2 separate regions of the Mus musculus genome follow, and region 1 is linked to region 2. A link is a contact called in public Hi-C data. All regions are on one chromosome and are shown on one strand. Each heading gives the region's core, a stretch centred on a gene start, on an enhancer-like site or on the middle of the called end of the contact. The rest is flanking DNA. Distances are from core to core; before and after follow the strand shown. Region 1 has its middle 30 kb from the start of Gm36372. Region 2 overlaps Gm40287 (a long non-coding RNA gene).

Region 1 (4,197 bases), core at 2-2,501, 560 kb after region 2:
AAAACATAGAACCCATCTTTAAATCAAGTAAGTGTTACTCCTAAAACAACTCACATCTCCAGCCTTACAATGCCTCTTGCATGCCTGTCTGCAGAACCAGTTTGTGGTCCTCCCTCTGCTTTGTCCCCTGTGGAGACCAGAAAAGAATGACCTAGTCAATGCAGAGTATGCCATTGCTCCAAATCTCTATAACCAAGAGTTCCAGAAAGCCAGAGACGGAGACACCTAATCCTTCCAATAGCTGAAGAATTGTGTCTTGGGCCTTAGATGCTGTGTTCCAGGGATCTGTTTGGTCCAACAGAAATCTTCCTTGGCTGACTAAAGAAAGAGAGAGGCTGAGTCTCATCTAGGTGATTGGCAAGGGAGACATATGTTGTTCCCCACATGTGTTCACACCATTCAGGCTTTCAGCTGGGAGCAGCCCCAACAGTAAGAACATATCCAAACAAGCATCATAGAGCCTGCCTGGGGCTGTGCAGCCAACAACCTGACTGGGAATGAATGAGATTGCTCCTAGCAGAGTTCCAAGCTGGAAGGAATCATTAAAACGGTGGCTACTATTTCTCTGCAGAAAAAAGAGACTCAGTCGGGGTCATTCTAAAATAGCCTTTGCAGAGACATCTGTTCTGGTGGCATCTCCACTCAAGCAAGTATGCAATGCTCTCGTTTCCAGTGAAACTGATCAACGGGTGTTTGCATGCAGAACAGTGCATTTTCATAGCAAATGCCTGGCGTGTTTGCAAATACTAAATGATTCGGGTGGGGTGGGCTGGTGAGTGTGTCCTGTCAATGTCGATCTAATGGCCTTCTTGTGAAGCTTCAGGCCAAGCTGAGGTGACTGGAGGGACTCTAATGAAACTGATAATATCTCTGGCTTGGCTAGAAGATGACTCACCAGCCAGAGACTCATTAGCACAGGGTCACCCGGGAACTGAGAGGTTCCTTTCAGAGCAGGAGGCACAGATATCCAGCACACTGCTTGCATTTCAATGACTCTCTCTCACGGAGGAGAAGCTGGCTTCGCTAAACCAGGAATGCACATCCTCAAAAAAGAAGAATGATTGCTGCTAATTAGGGATAATTTTAAGACTCTCCGACAAAACGCAGGTGGAATTCTTTCAATTCATTTGCCTTTGAGTTAGTTCTGAAGTGCTGGCTGCTGTCCAACAAGTATCTACAGTTCCTATGAATTCATAAGGATCCAGGGCTTCAGCACAAAGTCCAGCTGAGCAGTCAGTGGTCACCTTAGTAACATCAGTGTCCTGGCTGTGTTTATGTACAATTATCATGGTGTCAGATACACCAGCCAGAGAACCGTACTGATGATAAAAGACAAAACTGGCCTTTTGCTGGTAGAAATGAGTGGCACTCTTGCCCGAGTAGAGCCAGCTGTCTAGGGCAGTTCACGCTCACCATGTGATAGACACTAACATTTGGGGACCATCCTCCTTCAACGACCTGGTGTCTCATTTTTCCCTCCTGTCTTGATTCCAAGTTTTTCTTCCCAACTATGCTTTATCTACCTGGTTACTGCCTAGATTCCATGTACTTCTTTTGCCTTATATGTTATCAGTCCCCATTTCTCTACTGATGAGTCTCCTTTCTACCCTTCATCTTTCCCATCCATCCAGACCCATCCTTTTCCAAGCTCAGATGCCACAGGGCCAAGAGCCTGCCCAAAGCACAATTTGATATAGGGTCTCACAATGAGTACCTAACCTTCTGCTTTTATGTTTGAAAAATTTCATTAATTGTGGGGAGGGGCAGGGTATATGTTATGAGTACCAAAAGAGGCAGATCCCTAGTGTAACAATGTATTCTGGCCTGCCCAATGAGGGTGCTTATAGAAGAACTTGGGTCCTGTGCAGAAGTAGCACCACGCACTCTTATTTACTGTTTTCTTGGTTTTATCCTTGTTTTTTATTGGTCTATTTGTTCTCTAAAAAGAGAGAGAGAAGGAAGTTGTGGAGTTAGGTGGGCAAGGAGGTTGAAAAGATCTAAGAGGAAACAAGAGAGCTGAAATCATGATCAGAATAGATAGTAGGAAAATATTATTTGTGTGTGTGTGTGTTTGTAAGAGAGAGGGGGATCTTTCTTGCCACAGTCCTTGTCCCAGTAGTTACAAGGTACTAAGTGACCCGTGCTATCTGTGCCTTCAGTCTGTTGAATTGGGAAAAAATAAAGATAAAAGTAATTGAGAGGAAAGGAGGAGGAGCAAGAACAACAAAAAACAAGAAATAACAGCAATGAAGGAACCGTGGTGGGGGAGATCATGTAGGTAAACGATAGATGACAGACAGATAGATTATAGGCAGATGATTGATCATGGATGGATAGATAGATAGACAGACAGACAGTCACTAGCATCCAGAGCTCTAAAAACGTGAACACTCTCTGTGCCCTCCTCTGATCTCCCTGAACTCAGACTACCATCCAGGTAAGGCAGTGGGCACCATCCTCTCTTTGGCATATGGTAAACACAACCTTCCCTATTTCCCACACTCACTTTCTCCACAAATGTGAACCCATTTCTACCTCTATTTGCTTAGAAATCAGTATCAGATGCAAAATGTTTTTTCTGTAATTATTCTTAAGTAGTATTTCTATTGTACACAGTGGGAAAATTACCTTCCTCATATTTTCCAATGCAGGCAAGCGATACAACATGAATCCCCTCTCAAGTGTCTTACCAGCAATGTTCCGAATGATGACTGCACTAGGGTTTTTCTGAGTACTTACCACTGGTCATGTTTGTCTAAGATAGTCACTTCCCAGAGGAGACATTAGAATGTCACACAGAATCCATAGTTTGTTCATTCCACAGCAATAAAAACATGTTCTCTTAAAAATAGCTCTAATGTTCAAAGCAACTTTCTCATCAGAGCAGGAGGACAAATTAAGAGCTGTCATGATCTAAGTAAAAGGAAGGATTTTAGTCCCTGAAATTTCATGTTTTGAAGACTTACTGCCCAGATTTATATATTGAATGGTATTTGCCATTGGGACACCAGGCAGTGATTAGGATTGAGGGCCTCAGAGTGGGACCTCCTAATAGTATTTGTGGCTTTATAAAATTGAGTGAACACACTAGCCTTACCTCACCATGCCATTGGGGATATGACGACACAACAAAGCCCTTACAGGACACTCTAGGACTTTCAGCCTCCAGAACCATGAGCTAAATCAGTGTGAATCCCAACACCCATGGGGCTCACATATCAGATAATCTATATGTCCGATATTTATTATGATGGATAGTAATAATAAATTTAAAGGATTGCAGTATTAGGAGTGTTGAGAACCACTGGACTAAGCAAACTTCTATTCTTAGTGCATTACAGTAACAGGAATTTCCATAGCAACTGGAAACAGAATAAGACAGTAAAAGATGCTTACAGCAATAGAATTATTCTGTATTGGACTATATTAGTGTCAATACCCTATCCTATTTGTGATGTTATCATTAAGCCTTCCAAGACTTACTGTTAGAGGAAATAGGTAAAGGGTAAATCATGAGATCTTAGTGGTTTTTTTCCTTTTATTTATTTAATTAATTTATTTATTTGCCTCCAAAATGTTGCCCTCCCTCCACATCTCCCTTTGTAGGGATGGTGCCTGTCCATGGGATGGATTCCAAGTTGGGCCTCTCATTGGACAGCCATTCCTTAAGTCTCAGCTCCATTTTTGTTCCTGCATTTCTTTTAGACAGGAGCAATTCTAAGTCGAAAGTTTTGTAGATCGCTTGATGTCTCATCCCTCCAATGGAGGTCCCATCTACTGGAGCTCCCAGGGATCCAGGTTAGTTGACACTGTTGGTCTTCCTATGGAGTTGCAACTCCCTCCAGTTCCTTCGGTCCCTCCCTTAACTCTCAGAGGATAGGCATGCCAGGCTCCTGTCTGCAAGCACAACATAAAATCAGTAACAGTGTCAAGGTTTGGTGCCTACCCATGGGATGGATCCCAAGTTCAGCCTCTCGCAGGACAGTCTTTCCTTCAATCTCTGCTCCATTTCTGTTCCTGCATTTCTTTTAGACAGGAGCAATTTTGGGTCAAAAGTTTTGTAGGTGGGTTGATGTCCCCATCCCTCCACTAGAGGCAGTCTCTTTAGGTTTTATTTCCCCTCTGTTAGACATTTCAGCTAAGGTCACCCCCACTGAGTCCTGGGAACCTCCCCTATCCCAGGTCTCTGGTATTTTC
Region 2 (3,769 bases), core at 803-3,302:
ATTTTATTGATGAACATAAAATGAAACCTAATGAGCTGTGGTTGAATCACCATCAGATACACAGGTTTGTGAGATGCTGAAATGCCACATGGAGAAAATGTAAGCTTTAGTTAATCAAGGAAAGTGATTGATACCCTCTGTTACCCAGAGATCATTGCTTTCCACATTTAAACCTTGTTAATTGTCTTGGGATGATGGAAGAATAGATGCTATTTGGAAAGAAAACATGAAGATTGGGACTTTGAATGCAGTGGCTGTGGGCATTTATGAGGAATCCTAGTGTGTTGGTGGATCTCACTGTGATGATGTAAAATTCACCAGGCATATCTCCATGCCCTCAGAATTTTGAGCTCATCGGATAGAAGAAAGAGCTCCTTGATGAAAATGAAGGAAGTTCTAGCTTTCTTCTGTACCTGGAAGACCTGGTGATCCATGATGAAGACTGAAGGAAGTAAAAGGGGAAGGGATTTGGAGTCAGGCGGATGGGGTTCAGCTTTCCCTGCAACTTCCTGCTTCCTTTGCTCAAAATGGCCTTGGGGAATTTGTGCTTCCCTCTCTGAACTTGACCTTCATCCTTAAAAATCAAACAATGAAACACCACAAGAATCTGTGAGAGGTAAGAAAGTACTTAACTCACTTGTTTGTTCCCAAGTGCTTAACCACTCTGAAAGGTGTGAATGAAATTCATTTTGACCCCTTTAAATTCCAAGCAGGATTTTCATGAGACAGTGAACTCTAATTTAATATATTTTTCTGTCTTCTTTTTTAAAAAAAAAAAAGTCTTTACAATTTTATTCATTTGTGTGTGTGTGTGTGTGTGTGTATGTGTGTGAATTAATTACATTAATTGATTGATTGGTGGGGCGTATGTGTACCATGGCACCCTTGTGGTCAGAGGACAACTTGCAGGGATGAGTTCTCTCTTTCTATTATGAGGGTTCCTAGAATTGAACTCAGGTCACTAGTCTGGGTAGTAAATAATACAGATTCTTTATGACACATGGCAATTCTAGACAATAATAATTACCTACTGAGGCTTTCTCTATAAGTGTGGATGTTGTATATCCATTTATGTTATGTATGTCCTTAATTGCTTAGCTGCCATGTTTATATGTTGTAATAAAAATGATTTAACAGGAGGAAAGGGAGCAGGATGCATGATTAGAAAGTAAAATGAAGAGTTGGAAATATTGACTTTTTAGTGGCAGAGGTTCTAAATGATGCTGGGAACCTCTAAGCCAATGACTTTATTATCCTGTATTTTAACATCCTTACCAGGTGGGGGAAAAGTCATTAACCAGGGATGTCTATAAGAATTCTGTATGTTACTCTTTTATCTAATTTTGTGCAAGGATTTTTTTCCCTCCATGCAGCAAATCAGGCACACTGAGGAGGTGAGTCCAGGTTTCATAGGAGCCTATGGTAGCCAAGGGGCTTACAGAGCACCTACTATGAACACATTTGCCAGCAAGGGAAGGTTATGGTCAGTTAGATTGCTTAGTTATCATGAAAGACCTACCAGGATGTTGTATATTAGGTAACTGAGTCTCTTCTAACTAATGTTCAGTCTGCGAGGTCCTCCTACACAACAACACCACAGACACATTTTTAATTTTATCAGCACCATGGATTTTTGTTTGTGGAGAATTAAGACCCTTCTCTTCAACACTGAACTAGGGTAAAGAAAAGGCAAGTATGGCAACAAAGCCACAGAAATATAAAGATGGACTCGACTCGGAGACCTGGTCACATGCAAGGAAGAAAACCAGAAGATAGAACTGGGGCAGGGAGGAGGAGGAGGAGCAGGAGGAGCAAGAGGAGGAGGAGGAGAACATGCAGACAGAGCACAAGCTGAAAGGGACCTTGAGTATTTTCAAATTAAGCTTGTCTTTTTTTCCCCATAATAACAGTTACTTCATATCCTCCTAAAGTTGGCATGTTTCTCTTGGGAAGATAAATCCTTTCTGGCAAGCTGGCTGCATTCTCGCTGAAGCAGGAAGCCCTAGTCATCATCCCATTATGCAATGCTGCGTCCGGCCAGTAATTGCCTATCTGACATGCTAGCCTCCCACATTCCTGAGATGCGTCCAGCAGAGGCAGGAGATGAGATTAGCGTGTGTTAGTGTATGTTTGCAGCTAGCCACCATTGCTCTTAGTCAGTGTGTCTTTCAGTCCCTATGTGCTGAATCAGGGACAAGGATTGTGGACCGTGGAAGACCTGCTCTGTCACAAGTGTTTGTCTCTAGGTAGAAATGCTTCCCTTTGGGAAAAGATGGAATTTCAGAGAGGATTGGCTTTGTTTTAAGCATATCTACCATCTATCTATCTATCTATCTATCTATCTATCTATCTATCTATACATACATACATATATACATACATACATAATGCATATGACAGATATATAGAGATATGAGACAGAGTGAGAATTTAATGGCTACAAAGCACCCAGAAAAAAATACCACGGCTAACCACATCATTATCCCTGTGTGAGGCTGTGCAGATTCAATTACTTGGCATATAGAGCACAAATAAAAGGTTAGGAACATAGAAATTGAGTTCTGCCACATACTATCTGTGTGACTGGAACTGTTTCTTTACTTTTTCTAAGTCTCATGTGTGCATTAGACAAAATAATAAGCACTCCACCAGTTAGTGCAATATGATGAGATCATGTGTATAAAAACCCTTGGACCATGTCTGCCTGTCAATACGTGCTGTTTATGTTTCCTGGATATATGTCAAGCATAGGTCAGGCTTTGTATTCCCAATCCTTCCCTCTCAGCCCCCAGCACAGCAGTGTTCTATGAGCACCCCTTCCAAGCAGAGACTGTGGGAAATAATTCTGTATCTCTAGCTTACCAAAGGGCTGGAGACACAGACAATCAGTGCATTTGTGCTAAATATTGATGGGAGGGAAGACAACGGGATGAGAGTGAAATACAGGGAAAAAGAGAGAAGGAGATGAAAATAGGAAGGTGAAAAGAAGGGGAGGGAAGGGGAAAGGAAAGATCGGAAGTAAAGAAGAGAGAAGAGGCAACGATAGAGGGAGGGAGGGACAGAGAGAGGGTGAGGGAATGAAGAAATGGACAGAGGAAGGAAAAGGAGAAGGGGAGGAAGGTAGTAGGGGAGGACAGAAGACTCAGAAGGATGGGGAGAAAGACAAAGAGACTTTAAGACTTCCAAAGTCAGTCAAGCCAGAGGGAGAATAAAGATCTTAATTTTTGTCTCCTGATTCTCCCCCAAAGAGTTGGTGTGTTGGCCCATTCTTCTTACCAGCTGAGTTTCTTCACTGGACCTTGTGTACCATTCTGTTTCTCCCCCCATGCTTTTACTTGCATGACTTCCACATCTATGGAGTTCTTCATCCCCATCCCTGTCTCTTCAAGTCCCTGCATCCATCAGTATTGTACATATCTTCTTTCTGGGTGCCTTTCTTGACCCAGTAGGCTATGTCATCACTAAGTTCAATCATTCTCCCTTTCTGCCTATTTCATGTCTGAATGTGCCTGCCCAAGTAATGTGCCATTACTGTGTGCGCCTCATAGCCAGAGTTCTTAAACATAATCTCCTGGTACAGACCATCCCCTCACTCTTGGGACTCAGACTCCTTATCTCTTGGTAGTTCAGACTGTGGACCTTTGACAACTGTCAAGGCATCCTGATGTTTGTCCAGATGTATACAAAGTGTATACCTGCACCGAGATATGACACTTGAAGATGTATCTTTCACAAATCAAATAGGGCACATTTTAAACCCTGCCTAACT

What was found. Hi-C and Micro-C count contacts between places; a contact is called where the count stands out from the background.
Region 1: a contact with region 2 is called in a Hi-C map of the N1E-115 cell line, with 2.9 times the contacts expected there. The contact joins two enhancer-like sites. A contact is called at or near these places in 1 of 15 datasets of contacts at CTCF or cohesin (the NIH/3T3 cell line), 1 of 484 Hi-C or Micro-C datasets (the N1E-115 cell line) and 1 of 115 datasets of contacts at active chromatin or transcription factors (embryonic stem cells).

Annotation. Positions count from the first base shown.
Region 1 is chr12:16,260,265-16,264,461 of GRCm38.p6, forward strand. No RefSeq gene overlaps it. Among named protein-coding and RNA genes, the nearest start is that of Gm36372, 30 kb to the left of the region's middle. Within about 2 kb of position 1,252, at least 36 of the 459 cell types and tissues checked have an H3K27ac peak or open chromatin away from gene starts, as enhancers often do. A contact at or near this core is called in the N1E-115 cell line, where this site is marked.
Region 2 is chr12:15,702,664-15,706,432 of GRCm38.p6, forward strand. Gm40287 (a long non-coding RNA gene) reads left to right here. Exons shown (of 6, transcript XR_872503.1): 2 at 342-616. Among named protein-coding and RNA genes, the nearest start is that of Mir6387, 97 kb to the right of the region's middle. Within about 2 kb of position 2,053, at least 47 of the 459 cell types and tissues checked have an H3K27ac peak or open chromatin away from gene starts, as enhancers often do. A contact at or near this core is called in the N1E-115 cell line, where this site is marked.